Regions from separate parts of the Rattus norvegicus genome. Here all the other regions are linked to region 1. Evidence: chromatin contacts called from public Hi-C data. All regions are on one chromosome and are shown on one strand. The core of a region is the stretch at or near the end of the contact, and the rest is flanking DNA. Distances in the headings are between cores, read along the strand shown. Region 1 overlaps Pald1 (phosphatase domain containing, paladin 1). Region 2 holds the start of Pcbd1 (pterin-4 alpha-carbinolamine dehydratase 1). Region 3 has its middle 5.4 kb from the start of Trnas-aga16. Region 4 has its middle 11 kb from the start of Lrrc20.

Region 1 (3,461 bases), core at 265-2,764:
GCTAATGTTTTACAGCCCTAATGTAGCATAAAAGTACATACCTTGTCCCCCACAATCAGGGTCTCCATTTGAGAGCCAGACATCTATCTGAAGTGAAGGGTGGCTAAACCATTTTCTGTACTCTGGGTCTGATATACAAAAAGGCCCAGAGAACGAGGCAACATAGATGTTGGCAGTCTTTGGGTGCCTATTCCATTTGGCCCAAACAATTTACCTAAGTCAAAGGTGAGGGTGGGGGAACCTTCCCCAGTAACTGGCGCTTCTATCTCCTGCCCCTAGTCTATATTTGCCTGAGCAGATTTTCACCTGGCTGACAGACTCCGTGTAGGGGTCTCACCTGTGGAGCTGCTACTGTTAATCAGTCCAGCCCATACGATCGCTCCCTGTCTTCCAGTTGGATCAGCTAAGCAGAGGGCATGGAACAAAATGGCTGTAGGCAGCAGACCTGAACACTCAGCAGAAGGGAGAGCCCTGAGGATCCATCTCTGGGACCAGTGTCCTCTAACATTGCTCAGAGTTCAAAACACCCTCAGAGTCCAGTGTGTGGTCACAGACAAGGCCGTGGGCCATGGAATGGGAAGGCAGGCCGCAGGAAGTCCCTAGTGAGTTTGTGGCAGAGCGGGCATGGGACTCATGCCCCTCTCTGGTCTATGTTGAATTTGAGCTCACGACCTCTAGATGGCCCTAGGGGAGGCTTGCTGCGGCTCTAGAATGGGGGCCATCTCTTTTCCAACTCACCCTATGAACTGACTCCTAGGAACTGGCAGTTGGGTCTTACCTTCAGTATCTTAAGGTTTAGTCAAGCCCCTGCCTTCTGGTTTTAAAGTGGAGGTCCGCAGCTGGTCTCTGCCGGCGCCTGCCAAGCTTTGCACCGAGTAAGCCAGTGGGCTCCTCGTGGGGGTCAGAGATGCTACTCAACTCCGGAAGGACATGGGCCCGGGCTCCATGGGGGGGGGATGTACCTCCTCCATCAGACTCACTGCCTGGGAATGTGCCAGTCAGCTTTCTACCCACTTCAAGTTTTCCCTCGACCTTCTGTCCATCTCAGGTTCTCCCAGCAGAACGCAACCTCAAGGCTGTAAAGATCCCAGCAGCGTGTGGCAACTTGGCTTCTGCCCCTCACCCTTCAGAGCTGGTCTTTCCCAGCCCCCTGCCTGCTTCAGCAATCCACTCACACATTAGTCGGAAGGGGTTAAGAACATGTGGTTGGCATTTGGCATTGGGATTGCTTTTGGCAATAAAGTGACCCCAGGGCCACAGAGAAGCAGGAAAATGGGAGGTCACTACTCTCTCATGGGAAGAAGTGGGAAGGAGTGGTCTGTGTGCCGCTGTGCGCCCCCCTTCCCCCCCCCCATGGATAGCTAGGAATTTTGTGCGAGGCTCGCTTGTTAGACGTGGTGTAATATAAATGGTCCAGGGGTGCAGAGCGGCTCCCAGAGTTTGCTGAGCTGGGCTGCAGTGACTTTCATTTTAGCTTCTTCATTCTGACCTTTGTACACGTGCGCTACACTTTCCTCACAGGTGGGGCAGTGTAGGCTCTAAGTACTCAGTGGGCTGTGTCTGAGGCTAGCCTCACTTGGTGTGTGCCGACACTGAGTCAGACCGAGGAGAAGGTTGTGCTAGGCTGTGTTCTAACGAGGTGAAGAGAGGCCCACAAATGCCTCAGCTCCTGAGCAGTTCACGGTGGTGGCTGAGGACAATACCACTGTGATTGGTGTTGTATGAAGTATGCCAAGTGGAAATACCTAAGTCCTTCTGGCTTATCCACATCGACCTCCACTTGCCTTAGTTTCCTGACCTTAGAGACCTAGCCCAGCCATTGTGTGTGTGTGTGTGCGCGCGCGCGTGTGTGTCCCCGTCCGCGCATGACAAGGTCTCTCTGTTAGCTTTTTTTTTTTTTTTTTTTTTTTTTTTCCGGAGCTGGGGACCGAACCCAGGGCCTTGTGCTTCCTAGGCAAGCGCTCTACCACTGAGCTAAATCCCCAACCCCTCACAGAATTTTTTTAAGAACCGCCTTAAGGGCTCAGTGAGTAAGCTCGCTTGCTACCAAGACTGGTATTTTGACTTTTATCTCCTGGACCTGCATGGTGGAAGGAGATGATAGACTCTCTGACCTGACCTCTGTACACATTCACGTGTGCCCACACTGCTCGAGGCTGACATGTTAGACTTGGCATAATATAATGGATCCTAGGGTGCAGAGGGTGCATTAGACTTAGAAAGGTCACAGGGTCAATTCCAACACACAAATAAACATTTTTTAAATACCTACCTGCCTCACACAGAAGTAGAATGGGAGAGATGGTCTCTTGACATGAGCCACTTTGTGGGGTTGGCATGGACATGAGGCAGCGGGGAGCAGTACGAGGAATCTGGGCCCTACTGAGGTATTCCAACATGGCCAGCAGCCCCCAGGTTGATCTAGCTGGTAATCGATTGTTTCCTTTTGGACTTGGAAAGGGGAAAGTATTTATGATAGAAACGTCTAAGGACACTCTGTTAGACACATTAATGCCAGCAGGCACTTTCGGAACCTGGCTTTGGCTGTCGGCAGTCGCTCTTACTCGTCTGTATTTAGAGCAGGCTGTAGCACCCTCTCTCTTCCTTGCAGAATGAGTTTGAGAACAAGCTGAGGCAAAGCTGGCTGCAGACGCCTTTGCTTTCTGAAGAATGCTTTGTGGAGACCATACCGCTTTGCCTCTCTGAGAACTTAGAAGCCTGTCTGTTCCAGATCTCAGTGAGGAGGACAGGAAGTCAGGGCAGGTTCTAGTAGACTCATTTAACTGAAGAAGAAACAGGCCTGAGGGAGATCTGTGGTAGACTGGAAGCAGGGTCAGAGCTTTATCATCCACTTGGCCTTTTACATTCCTTTCCCTCCGGGGTGGCGGACACGGGGGACAATTTCATGGTAACAGTAAGAGGATGGGCTATGGGGGAAGCCACCATAGCTCCTGTGTGCTTGTCATTCTGTGGAATAGGCCTATAGAACCCGAGAGCTGCCCGAGACAGAAAGATGAGCTCAGCGCCCCAGGAACTAAGGCTGTTTCCTAAGAAAAGCTGAAGGTCGGCTGCCTCAGGCGCTGAGCCCCTGGCTGGTCTTTCTCAGCCTCTGACAGCCAATGCTGTCCCCAGAGTCCTCATTCCAGCAGGTAATGGGTCTCCAGGGCTCAGCCACTGCAATTAGAGTAGCCTCGGAACATTGTAAACTGTCATATAAGATGTGACAGGAGGAAGGGCACTTTCCTTAGGGTCTTCATGCCTTCCTGAGGATGGACTCAGTGAATTGGTGCTGCCTACCCCCACCTCCCCCACAGCAGCTGAGTCCTCCTTTCCCTTCTGGCTGGCTGGCCTGGAGCCTTTTGGCCCTACAGGGGACTTTCCTACTGAGTCTGACCTGGTCACAGGGTCAATTCCAGCATCCCCTGGTCCTGGTATCATCTCACTGAGACCCGCCACTCTTG
Region 2 (3,461 bases), core at 533-3,032, 240 kb after region 1:
ATTCTGCAATGTTCCGGTGTTCTAGAGAGGAAACAGGCCTTGACAGAGGGGATGTGAGTGATAGAGGGGATGTGAGCAGTCTCTCTTCCGCAAGTCATCCTCAATCGGTGACGTCATCGACTCAAGGTGTGGTCTCTTAGAGCTATAGCCCTGGGGCTGGATGCAGAAACCCATTCAAACACATTCCCAGATGAGTCTCTGCCACCTTCTAGTCACTGTGAATACTGGCTTCCTCCATGCCCCTGTGTAGTCCACAGCTGTCAGGGTGAGGCTCTCAGGGCGGCTGTCTCAGGAACCAAGGACCACAGGGCCCAGACCAAACATGGAAGTAGTCTGTCAAGGGCACCTGGCAAGCTCATAAGCCTGTTGTACAAAGTGCCCACGGTGTGACCCTCAGCACATACCAGGTCAGGTCCTGAGTGGACCCTCCAGAAAACAGAAGTTAGCGTCAGTTCTATCCTCTAGAGGAACGTGGGGCCATGAGCCTAACAAGCTAGGGTTGTGAAATAGATCACCTAGGGACACAGTTTTAAACTACAGACAATGACTCAAATTTGGCTTGGGGAGCCGGAGGAAGGTGAACTGTGCCCTGCAAGCCACCCATCATTTCAGTACCCTGGGGTGGGTGGGCCAAATGGTCCCTTGGCTTCCTGGGTAAAGGGGATGAGACCCACTCCTTAGACCAAGAGATGCCAGTGGGATGCAAGGTTATAAAGTGAAAGTCAGCTTCATTTAAAAAACACTCCCTAGGGCAAGAAGGAGACCTGTGACAGGTCACAGGCCAGCAGTGGAACCTACAGAACCTCACGTGTGTGTGCTCTCCGAAACAAGGGGCTCCACCTCAGTGCAGAGATCTACACTGAGGTTAATAGGGGGGTCTTTCCAGTGTTGCCCGTTCAGTGGCTGATAAGCTGGACCCTGGTAACCAGGCAACTGGGTATCCGAAGGGCACCAGAAGTGTGTGTGTGTGTGTGTGTGTGTGTGTGTGTGTGTGTGTGTGTGTGTGTGTGTATGTGTGTGTGTGTTAGGTGGTACTTCTTAGAATTTTCCAGAACCAAGTCTCTGGCTGACAACCCTCTGAACTCAGGTCAGAGGGGTAAGAGCCTTATTTGCTTAGCAAAGCTCTGTCAGCCTCTGTTAGCGTGGGTTGCAGGATTACTGATTATCCAAGCCTGTGTGTCTTTGGTCCCCAATGACTCTTTCCAAGCCTTCCCAGGCTGCCAAAACACCCTCCCATCACTGGAACCTCACTGTTTGGGAAGGGTTGCAGGGAGGTCTGAGGGCCTCTTTCCAAGGGACCTAAGATCCTGACCCACCCCCACACCACCCAACCAAGGTGGGGCACAGCACCTTAACTAGGTGTTAGGGCGGGGCATAAAGTCAGGGACAGCACTGGGGTGCAGAGAGAACTGAGTCCCCCCCCCCCAAAAAAAATCTGGCACCTCAAGAGACCAGCTAGCCTTTAGGACCAGACAGCGCCACGGAGACCTGCCTTGCTGCCACACCCTGTCAGACCCAGCCAGCAGATCGGGCCTGGGAGTTAGGACAAGCTAGTCTTCCAGGCCCACCGCCAAAGCCACCTCCGGAACCTGCACCTCAGCTCCCCTAAGGAAGGCCAGGCGACTCTAGCCTGGCTCGATGGCGCTGCGGGAGGCTCAGCGTGACCCGCACCCCCAGCATCGGAGCCCTAGTCCCCGCTTCCAGGCCCCCTCTCAGGGTTCACCAGACTTCCAGCGCTTACCATGTCCAGTGCGGGAAGCAGGTGGCGTCAGCGAGGGAGAGCGGCTGGCAGGCAGCAGGCCACCGCGGGGGCGGGGCAGAGATCCGGTGGCCGCGGGTAATTATTAACGTGGGTCCTCCTTACTCCACGCCCTTGCAGCGCTTTTTATGCCCTGTGCTCTATGAGCATGGCTGCGTGATGGGCTCCAGGCAAAGGCTTTGGCACCTCTGTACCTCTGCTCCCTGTCTGCTGGAGGACTCTGGGCACCAGACTGCCTGACCTATTATATTAACAACAAAAGCCACCCAGATAAATGTCACATACACTGGACTGCACATACACAAAGTGCACAGTCGTAACCATCTTATCAGGAGAGAAGAAGATATTCTAAAGGGAGTCAATGTGTCCCTCCCTTGGGCTATCAGACTATTGAAACAATGGACCCCAAGAAATCAGAACTTCCCCAGGAGAGGCATGTTAGGAGAAGGGAAAGGCTGAGGTCCTGAACCAGCCAGAAGAGAAATTTGTCTACTGGAAAGATTTTACACCGTTCTGACAACTTGCCCAGACCACCTTGTTTACTAAGGCATTCCTTTTGCCCTCTGTTTAACCCTGAGCCGTATATTAGGTCCCAGATGACGGACTTGGAGGATCCTAAACCTCTTCCTTTCTCTTCCCAGTATGGCTGTATTGAGTTTGAATATGGGTGTTTGAATTCCATGTTTTAATTTTTAAAAAGATTTATTTGTGTGTGTGTGTGTGTGTGTGTGTGTGTGTGTGTGTGTGTGTTCAAATGTACGTTTGTGTGGGCGCACAGGTTTATGTGCACTGTGCACTGTATGCATGTAGCTGCCAAGGAGGTCAGAACGGAACACTGGATCCCCTGGAACTGGATGACGTGCTGTCTTGAGCTGCCTGATATGCGTACTGGAGCCAAATTCAGATTCTCTGCAAGAGCAGTAAGTGCTTTGAACCTCTGAGCCCTCCCCCCAGTCCCTCTGCTGTGACTTGTCTCTTTAGTTGGCATATAGAGAGCAGCTGGCTGAGCCTGGCTTATCACAGCTGCCAGGGCCCAGGCTCTGACCCTAATAACCCCAGTAACATGGTGGGACATGTGCTTCTCTTAGGCATGGGTTAGGAACATCAGCTCTGACCTTTCCCTGCGCTACCAGGTGTCCTCTCTCTACCAGGGCTCCCCCTAAACCAGCACTCTTCAATTGCAGTGGATCCGTTTGCATTTTCTAGACATCCCCATGCATCCGAACTATTTAGTTTTTATTTACCTCATTTTGTTTTTGGAGTCCGTCCATGTCCCAGTTTCTTCTTTCCTTTCTTTTTTAAAAGATTTATTTATGCATGTGAGTGTTCTTTCTGTATATATACCTGCAGGCCAGAAGAGGGCATCAGATCCCGTTACAGATGGTTGTGAGCCACCATGCGGTTCCTGGGAATGGAACTCAGAACCTCTGGAAGAGCAGACAGTGCTCTTAACCGCTGAGCCATCTCTCCCTCGACCCTTGTTCCTTGTTTTCACCCATGTTCATGTTCCAAGAACTCCTTGTTTTCATGACTAAGTATATTGTTAGTTCCGTAGCTCTGGAAGGTATTGTGTATAGGTTAGTTGTTGGGAGTGGGGCTTCCTTTTCTCTCTAGAGTCTTCTACAACTCTCAGGTCTCGGACTGACAACCCTCTGAACTCACTGTTTAGACTGTGAATGAAAGTTCCTGAAAAGGACTACAC
Region 3 (3,461 bases), core at 524-3,023, 170 kb after region 1:
GCACCTGGCCTGGCATTGCTGGCGCCCCGTTATCCTGAGGTCTGTGAGAGCCTTTTGGTGGACTTGGGAAGAGAGAGGAGGATGTGACTGCAGAACCCACCTGACTCCTCCGGGGAGCCAAGCCTGTTCACCTGTCATTTGAGCAGGACTCTCAGCTCTGGGGCTGACATGTGTAGGCTAGTCTAAGCCAACACGGAGAAGGGTCAATGAACTGGAAATGCAGGCACAGAAAGCAGCTGAGTTGTTTGGAAAGTCCAAGGTCAGGCAGCAGTGAGCAACTCAAGCATCTTTTCCTCTGGCCTTCATCCTAGTTCTCTGCTTGCATTTTTCTTCATGCCCAGTGGTCCTCATCATTATACGTGTCTCTCCTGCAAGCGTACAAGTTTCAAGAAGAGAAAGGCTCCCTTTCTGGTTCGTCACTAAGTGAGGGGGCCTTGGTCTGTGTGGTAGCTCTGTGGGCTGGTTTGTTCTGTGTTCACCTGTCAAGCGCCCGCTACAGCACCTGTATCAGCAATGAATGGGCGAACCAATCAATCAATCAATCGGTTTCAGATATTTATCTAATCCACTTATCTACTGCACCCCTGGATCCTTGTCCCTTTTGTGCTATGCCTTAAGTAACTCCACCACTGGCCCTAGCTTGCCAGTGGTGTAGTTCTTCCCTTGTGGTGCAGTTCTGTTGACTGGCAAGTTCTGAATACTGCATGAAATATTGTTTTCTGGAGACTTCCAGGTTATCTGGTTCTAGTCATGCAGTGTCTAACACTTTTTTTTTTGCCAGATATTTGGAATTGGTTCTGAAAGAATAAAGATTTTAAACTATCCCCCACTGACCCTGCTGTGAGGACAAGTACACCTCACAGCAAAGAATAATATAGCATGTTTTGGGGATGTAGCCTGGCTATAGCCACCACAAACCATCTGGCCTCAATAAGGCCTGACTCAACAGTCCTGAGAAAAGCAAGAACTAGGGTCAGCTTGCCCCAGAAGCAGGGTGGCTTAGAGTTGAACTGAGCCCAAGTTAGTGCCAATGTAAACCAACCAATGAAGTTGCTTTGTGTGACTGTTGCCAACTGCCTATGTAATTTTCCCCTATAAATACCTTCCCCTAATTGGGCTCGGGGTTGACTCCTGTCTCCTGTGTGAGACATGTGTCGTCCCCAGAGCTCTGGTTCCTTAAATACACCTCTTGTTCATTACATCAAGACTGGTTTCTCGTGAGTTCTTGGGGGGTTGCGTTGTCTCGAGATCTGGGTGGGGGTCTTCCCCACCCTGGTGGTCTTTCAGTTCCCATGCCTAGCTCTACAGGCTGGGCCCAGAATCATTTATGAGCTCCGTCACAAAATGGGCTCAAAAGAAAGGTGAGGGGATCGATGGGTTGGAGAAATGGTTCAGTGATTGAGAGTGCCGGCTACTTTCCAAGTGGACCCAGTCTATCCCTCTAGTTCTAGGAGACCTGATGCCCTCTCCCGGCCTTCACAGGCTCTGCACATGGTGGTGCATAGACGCACATGCAGGAGCACAGTCTAAAGGTGAGGAGGACATAGGGGGAGAAGGGAAATCATGGTTCCTTTCTCTTTGATGTCTCCTTCAGATATGGTGGGCTTCGTTGACAGATTGGTACCATACTCTGATGTGGAAGATGATTGTTTCTGATTACCATGAACGTTATCTTCCCAGCCAAGAGCTTTCCGATGGCTTGGGGGAAGGCCCAGGCTACCTCTGTTGACCCTCACTGATGCATGTCCTGTGACTGATACTCTGCCAACAGCCCTTGGCTTTAGTTTGTTTTCATGGCTGTGATGTTGCAGAGACGTTGGGCAATCCCCGTAGGGCTTTCTGTTCTCAAACAGAAACTCAGTAAGGCTTCCCTGGAGTCCTGAGTCAGGCCTTGTTGCTGTAAACAGTTTGCTTGATTTGTGTGTGTGTGTGTGTGTGTGTGTGTGTGTGTGTGTGTGTGTGTGTGTGTGTGTGTGACTTGTATGGCTTCACAAAAGAAACCAGTTTAAGCTGACTCTTCAATGGTACATAGTGAGGAATGGGAGAGGTCTGAATAGGCAGCCTGTGGACTGTGATGGGAACCTTTGAAATGCTCAAATGGGCGGTAGACAGTAAGAATGGACCCTTGCCCTGTGTTTGAGCAAGTAGTTGCCTCTCAGCAGGTCCAAGTAGCCCCCTTGCGACACTGCTTCCTGTTTAGAACAGGTAGTTGAGGAGAACAGCAGTCCCTTCGAGCTGGTCTACAAAAGCCAGCTTCAAGCTACTTGTCCCTCAGGACGCAGGTAGGCAGTGGCTACCATGGTGCTCTGGACACTTCCCAACCCAGTCTCCCCACTGATATTCAGAGGGAACAAGAAGCTGTTTTGTACCGAGAATGGCCCTGGCATTTATCCTATCTCTTTTGCAAACTTATCCAGGCTTGGGGTTCTTCTTGACGCTGGGGGATTTATAACACTCAGAAATGTATCGGCTCTTGGATGCTCGAGGCTGGAAGTCCAAGATGGAGGGGCAACAGAAAGGGCAGAGAGAGGCAGAGAGCAAGAGAAGGCTAAAGTTGATGATGATGTCAACCTTAGGTATTTACGCACATGGGCACAGCTCCAATGGCCTAACTGCTTCTTAAAGATCCCCACACCCTACACCCTTGCATTGCAGACATTTATAACGTGTGAGCACTGGACTTTTATAACACGCGAAGGTGTGGGGCAGGACAGGATCAGCTGTGCAGCTTGAAAATCTAGGTCTCTGTTTGCTAAGTATGATGCTGAGATAAAATAGCAGTGAATAAACAGAAACTTATTGTCTCGCAGCTCTTGAGGGTAAAGGTCAAGGTGCCGGGAAGGTGTAGGTGCTTCTGAAGGCGGAGGAGAAAGGTGTTTCCTATCTCTTAGCTCCTGGCGATTTGCCGGTGACCTAGCACTTTTGCCTTATAAAACCCATCAGCTCCATTTCACGTCTGTTCAAATTTCTCCTTTTTAAAATTTAACTTAAATAAAGGATTATTGTGTGTGCACATACATGGGGTATATGTGTGTGTCTGTGTGTGTTAGGGGATGGGGTACATGGAGTCAGAAGACAACTTCACAGAGTCAGTTCTCTTCTTCTGCCTCTACATGGGCTCTGAGGTATCCAACTCAGTCTGTCTGAGTAACACGCGTCTCTGCCTGCTAAGCCTCTAGCTGACCATCAGTTAACCCTTCCTAAGGATGGATATCAGTCATTGGGGCAAGGCACCTAGCCTGTCCAGCGACTACACGATGTCTACAATAATTTTCATTTTCTAATAGTTACAATCTGGGAACCTGAGGGTTAGGAGTTCAACACAGGGATTGTCAAGGGCATAACTCATCCCCAACAGAGACGGTCTCAGCATCAGCACCAGACACCACCTTGTTGGTTACCGGCATACTGATTCGGACTTACGGGAAACCATAAAACCAGAAATGTGTTGGTTAAGGGAG
Region 4 (3,461 bases), core at 599-3,098, 130 kb before region 1:
TTCCAGCCACACATACACCTCCATCAAACTCGGAGCCCTGCACGTGCTGTGGAAGTGCAGACGCACTGCAGAAGTGCTCTCCCACTAAACTTGTTTCATGATTTTTCTGAGAAAACACTAATAACAAAACAAAAAAAAAACCTAAACAAACAAAAACAAAAAAACCCATTTGTTCAGCGGGGCTTGGTGACTCACACCTAAAATTCCAGTGCTGGAGAAGCTGAGATAGGACTGAATTTCCAGGACACCTGTGCTATATAGTAAGACCCTGTCTCAAAAGACAAACAAACAAACAGCAAAACATTTGACACAGTCACAGTGGTGTATCTCTGAAATTCTAGCACTGAGGTGGTGGAGGCAGGAGGATGAGGAGTTAAGGGCCAATCTCAATTACAGAGTGAGTTAGAAGCTAGACTGGGCTACATGAGATAGAGATAGATAGATAGATAGATAGATAGATAGATAGATAGATAGATAGATAGATAGATAGATAGATAGATAGATAGAGAGTTAGTTCTATTTCTAAATGAGGAAGGTACAGGCCAAAGAAATATTCTTTTTAAAGATTTATTTATTTATTATATATAAGTACACTGTAGCTGTCTTCAGACACACCAGAAGAGGGCATCGGATCTCTTTACAGATGGTTGTGAGCCACCATGTGGTTGCTGGGAATTGAACTCAGGACCTCTGGAAGAGTAGTCAGGTGCTCTTAACCGCTGAGCCATCTCCCCAGCCCTTTTTTTTTTTTTTTTTTAGAAATATTCTCACAGCTCAAACTTGGTGACTGAATACATTTATCCAGGTGGCGTGCAGGATCATGGGCGATTCAGAGTAGCTATTTGTCTGAAACTCCAAACCCTGCCTCCCAAACTCCCTTAATTTATGGGGCACAAAGACTACCGCAGAATTCAGGCAAACCTGGTTCAGAGCGCCCCCTAGTGGAGTTATCAGAGATGACTCCAAATACAGACAGATACAGATACAGATACAGATACAGATACAGATACAGACACAGACACAGACACAGACACAGACACAGACACAGACACAGACACAGACACAGACACAGACACAGACACAGACACAGACACAGACACAGACACAGACACAGATACAGATACAGACACAGACACAGATACAGATACAGATACAGATACAGATACAGTGTGAAGTGTTCTTTGTGTGAACACCCAGTCATTGCCCTTTTTGGGGGATGGGGCTAGAGGGGGTGTCCTGCAGTGAGAAGGGCAACCCGTTTTCTGCAGAATGGCACATAGAACAGCCAAGTGATGTCCTACTCCAGGCAGAAGGTTACTGCCATTACTGCTACAGTGCGGCGACTCTATTCAATTAGCAGCCACCATCTTCCAAGCTAGTGGCCAGGGAGGCTTGGACTGAAGACAAACCTGGGACCACAGCATTTTCTAGGTAAGTGCTCTGCTCCTGCATGTGATATGACTTTTCTAGGGAACATACAAAGGAAACATCTATGCACCCCAATAAGCGGAGGATAGACTGAACATAGGAGAAGCGGAAAGTAACTTAAGGTCAGCAATGGCCTCCTGCACTTTTGCTGTTATTTAGTACGAAGTCTGAGGCACCGCCCACTGCGGGTGCGTCACCAGGAGGCGGGATCCTGAGATTCACCTTGAGGTTTGTTTGCCACAAAGGGACAACCAAGCAAAGAGAGTAGCACGTGCAAAGGCCCCAGGACAGCATGACTATCAGACCAACAGGAGAAGTCGAGTGAGAACAGGGTGGACTCTAGTGGTGACTGTAGAGAGAGGAGGGCTTTTTGCCGGCATGCCTGTCATACGCATGCAGTGCCCACGGGAGCCAGAAGAGGGCACCAGATCCTCTGACATTAATAGTCGTGACTGGCTCCGGATTCGCCCGCGGCTTTCCTCTGTCTGGATCTCGCTAGTTCCTCCCGCCGCGTGCTCCGGCCTCCCGCTCGGAATGCCTGTCTGGGGCAGTGGAAATAAGTGCGGGGCCTGCGGGAGAACGGTGTACCATGCTGAAGAGGTGCAGTGTGACGGGCGGAGCTTCCACCGGTGCTGCTTTCTGTGCATGGTTTGCAGGAAATATTTAGACAGCACAACAGTGGCAATTCATGATGAAGAGATCTACTGCAAATCATGCTACGGAAAGAAGTATGGACCAAAAGGCTATGGTTATGGCCAGGGCGCTGGCACGCTCAACATGGGCCGTCGTGAGAAGCTGGGTATCAAGCCAGAGAGTGCTCAACCTCACAGGCCTACAACAAACCCAAACACTTCTAAATTTGCCCAGAAATATGGAGGTGCTGAGAAGTGTTCCAGGTGTGGGGATTCTGTGTATGCTGCTGAGAAGATCATTAGAGCTGGAAAGCCCTGGCACAAAAACTTTCCGATGTGCCAAGTGTGGGAAGAGTCTGGAGTCTACAACTCTGACTGAGAAGGAAGGTGAAATCTACTGTAAAGGGTGCTACTCAAAGAACTTTGGGCCCAAGGGATTCGGCTATGGTCAAGGAGCAGGGGCCCTTGTTCATGCTCAGTAGCGGGGTAAACCCAGTAAGCATGACAAAGAATCTCCATTACCAAAACATGGATGGCCTTACAGCGCTCACTACTGTGCATCGGCCAGCACTCAGCACTGTATATCACACTCTATGTGCACAACCGGGCTGGACAGGAAGCACTGTACTCTCCTGCTGGTTCACTAGCATTTAAGAGCGTTCTTTTGGGGGTTGGGGATTTAGCTCAATGGTAGAGCGCTTGCCTAGCAAGCGCAAGGCCCTGGGTTTGGTCCCCAGCTCCGAAAAAAAAAAAAAAAGAAGAGAAAAAAAAAGCGTTCTTTTACATTTGGAATAAAATTTTGGTTTGATTTGAAAAAAAAACAAACAAAACAAACAAACAAACAAACAAAAAACCAGTCGTGACTGATCAAAATCAAACCTGGATCTTTGATCAAAATCAAACCTGGGGCTGGAGAGGTGGCTCAGAGGTTGAGAGCAGTACCTGCTCTTCCAGAGGTCCTGAGTTTGATTCCCAGCAACCACATGGTGGCTCACGGCCATCTGTGATGGGATCTGATGCCCTCTTCTGGTGTGTCTGAAACAGCTACAGTGTACTCATATACATTAAATAAATAAATCTTAAAAAAAAAAAAATCGGGGTTGGGGATTTAGCTCAGTGGTTGAGCGCTTGCCTAGGAAGCGCAAGGCCCTGGGTTCCGTCCCCAACTCCGGAAAAAAAAAGAACCCAAAAAAAAAAAAAAAAAATATCGGGCTGGAGAGATGGCTCAGTGGTTAAGAGCACCGACTGTTCTTCCAGAGGTCCTGAGTTCAAATCCCAGCAACCACATGGTGGCTCACAACCATCTGTGATAGGATCTGATGCCCTCTTCTGCTGTGTCTGAAGACAGCTACAGTGTACTCATATACAAAATAAATAAATAAATCTTTAAAAAAAAAAATC

What was found. Hi-C and Micro-C count contacts between places; a contact is called where the count stands out from the background.
Region 2: a contact with region 1 is called in a Hi-C map of liver, with 2.9 times the contacts expected there. The contact joins the promoter of Pcbd1 here to the enhancer-like site in region 1. A contact is called at or near these places in 2 of 12 Hi-C or Micro-C datasets (both in liver).
Region 3: a Hi-C map of liver shows a contact between it and region 1, with 4 times the contacts expected there. The contact joins two enhancer-like sites. A contact is called at or near these places in 8 of 12 Hi-C or Micro-C datasets (the A7r5 cell line, Schwann cells, frontal cortex and 4 more).
Region 4: a contact with region 1 is called in a Hi-C map of hepatocytes, with 2.9 times the contacts expected there. The contact joins two enhancer-like sites. A contact is called at or near these places in 11 of 12 Hi-C or Micro-C datasets (the A7r5 cell line, Schwann cells, frontal cortex and 6 more) and 1 of 1 datasets of contacts at active chromatin or transcription factors (oligodendrocytes).

The regions. Positions count from the first base shown.
Region 1 is chr20:29,821,419-29,824,879 of GRCr8, reverse strand. The region is part of intron 17 of Pald1 (phosphatase domain containing, paladin 1); the gene reads left to right. Among named protein-coding and RNA genes, the nearest start is that of Pald1, 26 kb to the left of the region's middle. Within about 2 kb of position 1,514, at least 4 of the 93 cell types and tissues checked have an H3K27ac peak or open chromatin away from gene starts, as enhancers often do. A contact at or near this core is called in hepatocytes and liver, where this site is marked.
Region 2 is chr20:29,579,988-29,583,448 of GRCr8, reverse strand. It overlaps Pcbd1 (pterin-4 alpha-carbinolamine dehydratase 1), which reads right to left and starts at 1,782. Exons shown (of 4, transcript NM_001007601.2): 1 at 1,742-1,782. The coding sequence starts at 1,744.
Region 3 is chr20:29,650,308-29,653,768 of GRCr8, reverse strand. No RefSeq gene overlaps it. Among named protein-coding and RNA genes, the nearest start is that of Trnas-aga16, 5.4 kb to the right of the region's middle. Within about 2 kb of position 1,773, at least 7 of the 93 cell types and tissues checked have an H3K27ac peak or open chromatin away from gene starts, as enhancers often do. A contact at or near this core is called in hepatocytes and liver, where this site is marked.
Region 4 is chr20:29,953,333-29,956,793 of GRCr8, reverse strand. It overlaps the pseudogene Csrp2-ps1. Among named protein-coding and RNA genes, the nearest start is that of Lrrc20, 11 kb to the left of the region's middle. Within about 2 kb of position 1,848, at least 34 of the 93 cell types and tissues checked have an H3K27ac peak or open chromatin away from gene starts, as enhancers often do. A contact at or near this core is called in hepatocytes and liver, where this site is marked.